Regions from separate parts of the Rattus norvegicus genome. Here region 1 is linked to region 2. Evidence: chromatin contacts called from public Hi-C data. All regions are on one chromosome and are shown on one strand. Each heading gives the region's core, a stretch centred on a gene start, on an enhancer-like site or on the middle of the called end of the contact. The rest is flanking DNA. Distances are from core to core; before and after follow the strand shown.

Region 1 (4,255 bases), core at 1,359-3,858, 380 kb before region 2:
AAGTGGGTGTGCAAAGAAATGAAAGAGTAGGGAACACAAAATTATGATTTCAGTGGGTGAAATTATTAAACATTATACCCCAAGTCAAAAATAATCAAGATACATTAGAAAGTATTTTCATGGTCTGAAACTATACTGTCTTGGTGTTAAGATGCTGTGGGTAGAATCCAGGGCCTTGCATGTACATACTAAATAAGCGCTCTCCAACTAAGCTACATTTCTAGCCTTGAAAAGGTGGACATTTTAAACTAAGATCAAGTAACTTCCATTTGTAAAGATTTTAGTTTTCACTATGTTTCTGTGTGATGTCTCTTTCCGTACACGTGCCTTTGAGGGCCAGAAGAGGGCACAGAAGAGTTGAGGATGGGTGAGTTCTCTACAGGAGCAGTACATGAAGAGCAAGCAACGTTCAATTGTGAGGAAAAGGAGTAATTTTACATCGGCACTTAGTAGGCCCTGGCAGACTACGCTTAGTTGGCCCTCAGTGTACTTTTTTATTCAGTTTGGGAGCTCAGTCTATGGAACGGTACCATCTACATTTCCTGAACAGTGAAGTATAAAACCACTTATATGTACATAATCTCTGATTTAAATGAAGGGGAGGGCCTGTGTAGGCTCTAGGGGAATTGAGCATCTGAAGCTTCTAGAATGTTCCACCCACACTGAGGGGCCGTGGTCATAAGGCATATTTCAAACATCAGCAATTGGGCACAGGGCGAGAGCCAGGCTCATCGGGGACTATCGAGGGCCATGCATGCAGTTCAGAGGGCCTTCAGCATGGGTGTGATGAGAGAACACTTCAGAAAAGTGTAGTCTGGTCCTTCTGTTTGCTAACTACATACCGTAAGTCACCAAATGTGCCTGACCTGTTTCCTCCTCTGCAAAATGAGGAAAACGGAACCTATCTGAAAGAGACAAATGATGGACTCAATGGCAAAGCACTCTGAAACAAACACAGACACAGGGGGAAGGCCAGTCCAGTCTCCAAGCAGACACTACAAGGAGGTGACCTATGTCATCAAAGTGCTCCCACCTGTGTGGACCATTAGCCCAGCAGGCCATTCTTCCTGGGTGGCTTCCTGCACTGGAGAAGAGCACACCAGGCAGCCTCAACCTTGCGCCGGTCTCAAGAGCCCCAGTTTTTGTGTCTACTTTACGTCATCGCAGCCCTGTTTTCTGACAGCCCTCAGAGTAACAGGTGGATATATCAGAGGCCCCCATACGAGCTCTCGGTGTACAGTGGTAACATGTGGTACACTGCCTAACCTTGGGCACCTCTGCACCCAGTCAAGCAGAAGCTTGGAAGGTCACCTCTAAGGCTCACCATTAGAGTGACTAGTACATGCAGGTATGACAAACTGTGTGCTCATCTCTGTGCACCTTCCTCTCCGCCCTCTCTTACTTCTCTCCCATAGGGTCTCACTATATAGTCCTGGCTGCCCTAGAACTCACTATATAGACCAGGCTAGCCTCAAACTCAGACATCCACCTGCCTCTGTGTGTGCCACCATGGCCAGCCTCTGGTTCTTTCTCTAGAAAACAGATGATAGCAAGACCCACAAACCTAACATGTCCCCCGAAGAGGTCAGTGCTGGGAGATACAGAGTGTGGAGAAAGGAGTTGGTGAGGATCCCAAACACTAACTCATGATTGTTTCAATTGCTGCCTGGGGCTCACCCACACACAGATGCAACCCTCACACTCAGAGCCAAGGAGTGGGCGCGAACAAAGGGTACAAGCTTATGGGGGGCGAGGAAGAAAGGAGGCTCACATATGCATGGGATGATGCGTACAAGATGGAGTGGGCGGGGAAGGAAAAGAAGAAAATGACAGACAGAGTCCAGATGCCTGTGTTTCTGGTATTTACAACATGACAAGGCGCTGCAGTCTACAGTAGCTATCAAAGCACCAACATTACTTCTGAGAAGATAATTGCGTTTTTCACTTTTTTGGGGTGTGGGGTGTGGGGTGTGGGTGGGGCTTAGAAATACCAGATAATATGATTGGTTGTTTAGCCTTTAGCCTTTTAGGATGAATGTTTAACCCAGAAGATATAACTATGTGACTAAAGAAGATACTAATTCAGGGTTCACACTTCTAACTGTACAGATACTTTATATCCCATCAGCCACACAAGGCTCAATATGTACTCCCTGTTGCTAAATTTTATGATACAAGCCTGGTGAGGCCTGCCCTCCAGCCAAGGTACCCCCTGGAGCTTGTGGTCTACACGGCAATAAACACTGACCTCTCATATTGGAAGATATGAGAAGATACCTGCCAACAGCCTCCTTCTCCCTGGGTGAGGAAGTGTGGCCTGGTGGCTCCGTATGCTTTTACACAGGACATTTCACACATGTGTAAGGGAAGGGGTCAGTAAGGGACAGAGCACAGGGTGAAGACATGAGCAGGCATGGAAGCATTTCCTGCTAGCCACACCCCTCTAAGTACACTCACCGAGTCTGGGTCTCTCTGCTGCTCAAGGAAAGCTGAGAATTCCACCAGGCGAAGCTTGGTTGTGCCAATGGATCGGCCCTGCCAGGCAGGAACTGAGGGAGCTGGGGCTGATGCAGGCTCAAACCCTGAAATAACAATTGTCACCTTTACACAAGTCAACCTGCACCTCCCTCCAGACCTCCATGGGGCAGAATTCTGAACACAGAGGACCAAGAAGGGAAGGACACATCCTTCCACTGCTGGCACTCAGGCTGGGTGACACTCTAGCTGGGGCTTTTGCAGATAGTGACAGCTAAGCAGACTGCATGAAGTGCATCATGAAGCCAGCCTCAGGTAAGCTTCAAGAGGAGCTGTGGCAGGGGACAATGTGATGATTCAGGTCTGTTGTTGTTTCGATTAAATGTGGAATCACCATGGAGAAGCATCTGTGAAGTTTAACTGAAGCAGAGGAAAGACCCTCCCTAAGTGTGCACAGCACCATCACACAGCTAGGGTCTTGAACAGCGAAGAACAGAAAGAGAGCTGAGCATCAGCATTCACTCTGCTTCCTCCAGTGGACATGATGGGACACTCCTCCCTCTATGATGTCACTGCCATGACGGGACTATACCCTCAAACTATACGAACCCAAACAAACCATTCCTCTCTCTGCTTGCTTGTATAGGTATTTTGCCACAGCAACCAATATTGACAGCTAATCCTGGGTAAAGGGGACTGGCTGGGGAGCAAGCTAAGAATGGTGGAAACATCCAGGGAAAGGTTTGTGAAGGCATCCTGTGAAGCCAGGACCCAGAGTACACTGCTTGTATTGGCTCATCTTCTATCTCAAGACCATGCTCACCAGCACTATCGAACGTTCCCTGAGAGAGGGGGCTCAGGAGAAGGAGAACCAGATGGGTCATTCAGATTCACTTTCTGCTATGAGCTTGCATGTAAGCCCTCTCTTACAGGAGGGAACCAACAGGGAACTGAACTTCACTACCTAAGAAAGCTTAAGTAGGGCTGGAGAGATGGCTCAGTGGTTAAGAGCACTGACTGCTCTTCCAGAGGTCCTGAGTTCAAATCCCAGCAACCACATGGTGGCTCACAACCATCTGTAATGAGATCTGATGCTCTCTTCTGGTGTCTGAAGACAGCTACAGTGTACTCACATACATAAAATAAATAAATAAATCTTAAAAAAAAAAAAGAAAGCTTAAGTAATCTGTGCCTGACTCAGTGACATGATTTGGCAGCTTCTGACCACAACAACTTCCCCTTCTAAGTGGGGCCCAGCGTCGTAAGTGAAAGTGGTCAGGCTTCCTGTTTCCTGACAGTCCCACAGAAAGAGCTCTTAGAAGAAAGGGGTTTTTTAAAATCTTTTTTTTTTTTTTTTTTTTTTTTTTTTTGGAGCTGAGGACCGAACCCAGGGCCTTGCGCTTGCTAGGTAAGCGCTCTACCACTGAGCTAAATCCCCAACCCCTTAAAATCTGTTTTTATTTACTTACTTTGATCATCTAAGTATGCCTGCATATATGTACGTGCACCATGTGCATGCCTGATGCTTGCAGGTAAGAAAAGAGCATAGACTATATTCCCTGGAACTGGATTAAGAAATGTTTATAACATTCCCATGTTGGTACCAGGAAACAAACCCAGGTCCTCCACAGTGGCAATCCCAGCTCCTGAGCACTGAGCCATCTCTCTAGGCCCCAGGAGAAGGAACTCTTGAGTAAAGAAACCCAGGGCCTGATGATGAGAGACCTCCCTTAGGGAAAAGAAGAGAGGCAGCTGCTGACTAAGACCTGTATCACTGCAC
Region 2 (3,800 bases), core at 173-2,672:
CATGCATCTGATTCCAATTTCACAGACGCTACGTAGGCCATCCGTGGCCCACCAACTCAACTTCAGCCCAACTATGAGGAGATCAGGGGACAAATCCCAGAACAGAAGCATCCTACACCACACCTGACCCAACTTCCTGGAAATATCAGGGGCTGGGCAGATGGCTCTGTAGTTAGGAGCACTTGTTGCTCTTCTAGAGGACCCCGGTTTGATTCTTGGTACCCACATGGTGGCTCACAACCATCTGTAACCTTGGTCAGAGGATCAGATCCCTTCTTTTGGCCTCTGTAAGCACTCTATTCATAAGGTGCACAAACATACAAGCAGGCCAAAATTGAAAAATAAAACAAAGGCAAAAATTTTAGAGAGAAAATATAAGAACCAAGGGAAGCTTGAAACCTATCCCTACCACAAGGAGATTAGGAATCTGGGACCACCTAAGGAAATGTGGTCCTGGAGCAGACAAAAAGGGTTCTTAGGTAAGAGCTAAGGGAATGTAAACAAAGTGTGGGTGTGGCCCCTGGTGAAAGTTGTGCATCAGGACTGCCTCGCCCACTGTAACCAGGGTCTCGTACCAGCATGAGTCTGTGGTAGGGGGAAGGGCATGACAGATACATGGGAACCCTGTATTAGCCCCATATATTCCCTATAAATTCAAGACTGCTCCAAAAAATATTAAAGCCTATTTTAAAATTATTATTGTTCACCTAAATATCTAAAAAAAAGAAAAAAGAAAAAAGAAAAAAAGAAAGAAAGAAAGAAGGAAGGAAGGAAGGAAGGAAGGAAGGAAGGAAGGAAGGAAGAAAGGAAGGGATCTTCAAAAGAAAGACCTTAGAGACAGTCCCTCTCTCATTGAACCTAGAGTTGTGTTTTCAGGCTACAGTGGCAACCAGCAAGCCCTAGTGATATGACATGGATGTTTTTACACGTGTGCCTACACATGTGGAGGTCAGAGGAGAACTTGCTGGAGTCAGTTCTCTCCTTCTACCTCAGGTTCTGGGGAAAAGAACTCAGACCCAAGGCTCTCATAGTAAGTAAGCACTTTTACCCTCGGAGCCATCCTGTCAACCCAGTCTTCAGCTTCTGATTCTCTTCCCATTGCCTGGACCTCCTGAGTGGGGACCACAGGCTTGGACCACGATGCTCAGGCATATGCAGTACCCGGGAGGCTCCTAGGGCTTTGTGTACACTAGGTGAGCTCTCTGCTGGCTGAGCTACATGCCAGCCTCTCGGTTTTATACCGAGGTTCCATGGGACGAGTCGCTAAAAAAGAAGGCTCTATGGTGATTTTATTTTTCTGTTCTATTTCCACATTTGAAGCTAAGACAGTTGTGGTGGTGGAGAGTCCTCAACTGTGCCCAGGGAAGGAGGGACATGGTGAATACTGAGTTTTGGAGTGAGCAATCTGGCAGGCTCAGTGTGAATCACAGACTGGTTGCAGGCACTGGGCCCTACTGAGATTTGCTAGGGATGCGTCCAAAGAGAGGAGGAGAAACAAGCAAGAGAGAACCAACTTCCCTAAAAGGAGAAAGCAACAGGCCTTGTGTAGGACCCCTTGGATCCAGCCACAACCAATCAAATGTATCCACTGCTGAGCCCCAAATGTAGGCCTGGAACAGGCTGGGCTGGCCCTCTGCAGACTGGCCTGACAGCTAGTCAAGGGAAAACCACAGCAGCACAGGAGGTGAAGCGGCTGCCCAGGGGCCCTGGCTAAGGGAAAGGAGTGGCTTGGAGGGAGTTTCCTGTGAGCTGAGACAAACTAGGGGGTTTCACATAGGACGCCTGGGAGCTGAACCTTGAATCCCAGGACAGAACAGGCAGAGACTTTACAGTGAGCCCACATCAGTCTGAGGGCTATCCAAGCCCCGATCCTTAGTCCCTGGACCACACTGCCAAAGGGTCCTGGGGCTGCATATCCAACCACTCTCTCTGAATTCTGTAGCTTCCCCTGCTCTCCATGGTCACTTAAAATCAGGACCCTTAACAGGCTACAATATGCCACCTGGAATTAGCTTGCTGTCTACATTCCTCCAAGCTAGAGACTTGTCAGCAAGTCCAATCACTGCTGCAAAGGCATGATGTCATCCCACATAGACTGGTAAGCAGTCTCTCTAAAGACTTCTCTTCTTCCCCTTTCTCCTCTTCTTCCTCCTCCTTCTCCTCCCCTTCTTTCTTTTTGAGACAGGTTCTCATTAAATGGTCCTATCTAGCCTAGAAGTCACTGTGTAGACCAGGCTGGTGTTGAACTCATAGAGACTCATCTGCTTCTGCCTCCCAAGCGCTGGGATTTGAAGCACTCACCACACCTAGGAAAAGACACTTAGACTTTCTCAGTCAAAGGCCATAACAGAATGTGCTACAGTTAAGGATATTTGGTATGAAAATGTTGTTTGTATTCCTCTTGCTGCTGCAACCAATTACCACATATTTAGTGGCTTAAAAAAAAAACACCTCACATTCATTATTTCACAATAGTGGAGGTCAGAAGTCACAATAGTCACTGGGCTGCAGTCAGGCTGTCAGTAGGCCCATGTTCTCTTCTGGAGGCTCTAAGGAGAATCCCTGCCCTTCCTTCCCTTTGTCAGGTGCTGGTGGCCTCCATTGCTTGGCTCATGGCCCCTCACCCTGTGTTCACAGTCTGTCATGTCACATGACCTCTTGGCCACACCTCCCTCTAGCTCTCAGGTCCTTCCCCTCTGCTTTTAAGGTCCTTTGCCAATGCAAGCACACCTGATGATTCAAAAATCATTTCTATTTTTTTACAGCCATCCAATTGATTGCCTTAATGATAATTCTACTTTTCCTATTGATTTCCCATCATCATGAAATTCCCTAGGGATTAGAATGTAGAATTTAGAGGGCCCTTTATTTACTGGATGGCCCTAGCTCCTCATTACCCATGAAAAACAGTTATTTAAAAAAAAGTAGAAGATTGAGGTTGGGTGTGGTGGTATATTCTTTTAATCCCAGCACTTGAGAGGCAGAGGCAGGTAGATCTCTGCGAGTTCAAGGTCATCATGGTCTATGTATCAAGTTCCAGGACAGCCAGAGCTCTGTAAGGAGAAGAAAACTAAACGATTGATCTGATTTTTGGTATCACAGTTTTCAGCCCACGGTAGGAGCTCCATCACTCTGGGGCCTGTGTAAGGAGAGGATCCTGGCAACTGCTGACCACCTGACAGAAGGAGAGCCTGGGAGGGGTGCCTCTTCAAAGGCACAACAGTGACTTAGTTCCTCCAACTAGGTCTGATTCTCAACCATCTATTAGACTATGGACTCAAGTGTAGACTCACACACATTGATGAAGGCTCTCCTGCTTCAATCACACCTCAACAGCGCCACCAGCTGGAGAGCAAACCTTCAACCAGAAGCTTTTAAGGGTGTTTAATCCGATGTGCCACCCACCACACTCTCATCTTCTTAAAAAAAAAATCACAGTATTTATTTGTTTGTTTATTCATTTATTTATTTGTGAGTGTGCACGTGTGCACACACAGGCATGTTTGCCATGGTGCATATGTGGAAGTCAGAGGGCGACTTTTAAGACTCAGTTCTTTCTCTTCAACCATGGGCTTCCAGGGGTGGATGAGAGATTGCCAGGCGTAGAAGCAAGCACTTTCCTTGAGCCAGCCTTCTGGCCCCACAGCTAACGATGTAAAGTCAAATAACAGGAGATAATCATCCTGTCTCCAAAATGAAAAACAAAACAAAAATCCCCACCTCATCAAACATGGACGGTAACGTGTTTAACTATCGACACAGTCAAGAAGTGGACACCACTATTACTCAGAGCACAGCAC

What was found. A called contact is a pair of places that touch in the nucleus more often than the background predicts.
Region 1: a contact with region 2 is called in a Hi-C map of Schwann cells, with 5 times the contacts expected there. The contact joins two enhancer-like sites. A contact is called at or near these places in 11 of 12 Hi-C or Micro-C datasets (the Rat2 cell line, Schwann cells, frontal cortex and 6 more) and 1 of 1 datasets of contacts at active chromatin or transcription factors (oligodendrocytes).

The regions. Positions count from the first base shown.
Region 1 is chr1:176,400,549-176,404,803 of GRCr8, reverse strand. Tead1 (TEA domain transcription factor 1) reads right to left here. Exons shown (of 13, transcript NM_001198589.2): 9 at 2,458-2,582. Among named protein-coding and RNA genes, the nearest start is that of Rassf10, 90 kb to the left of the region's middle. Within about 2 kb of position 2,608, at least 14 of the 93 cell types and tissues checked have an H3K27ac peak or open chromatin away from gene starts, as enhancers often do.
Region 2 is chr1:176,015,068-176,018,867 of GRCr8, reverse strand. The region is part of intron 1 of Parva (parvin, alpha); the gene reads right to left. Among named protein-coding and RNA genes, the nearest start is that of Parva, 35 kb to the right of the region's middle. Within about 2 kb of position 1,422, at least 9 of the 93 cell types and tissues checked have an H3K27ac peak or open chromatin away from gene starts, as enhancers often do.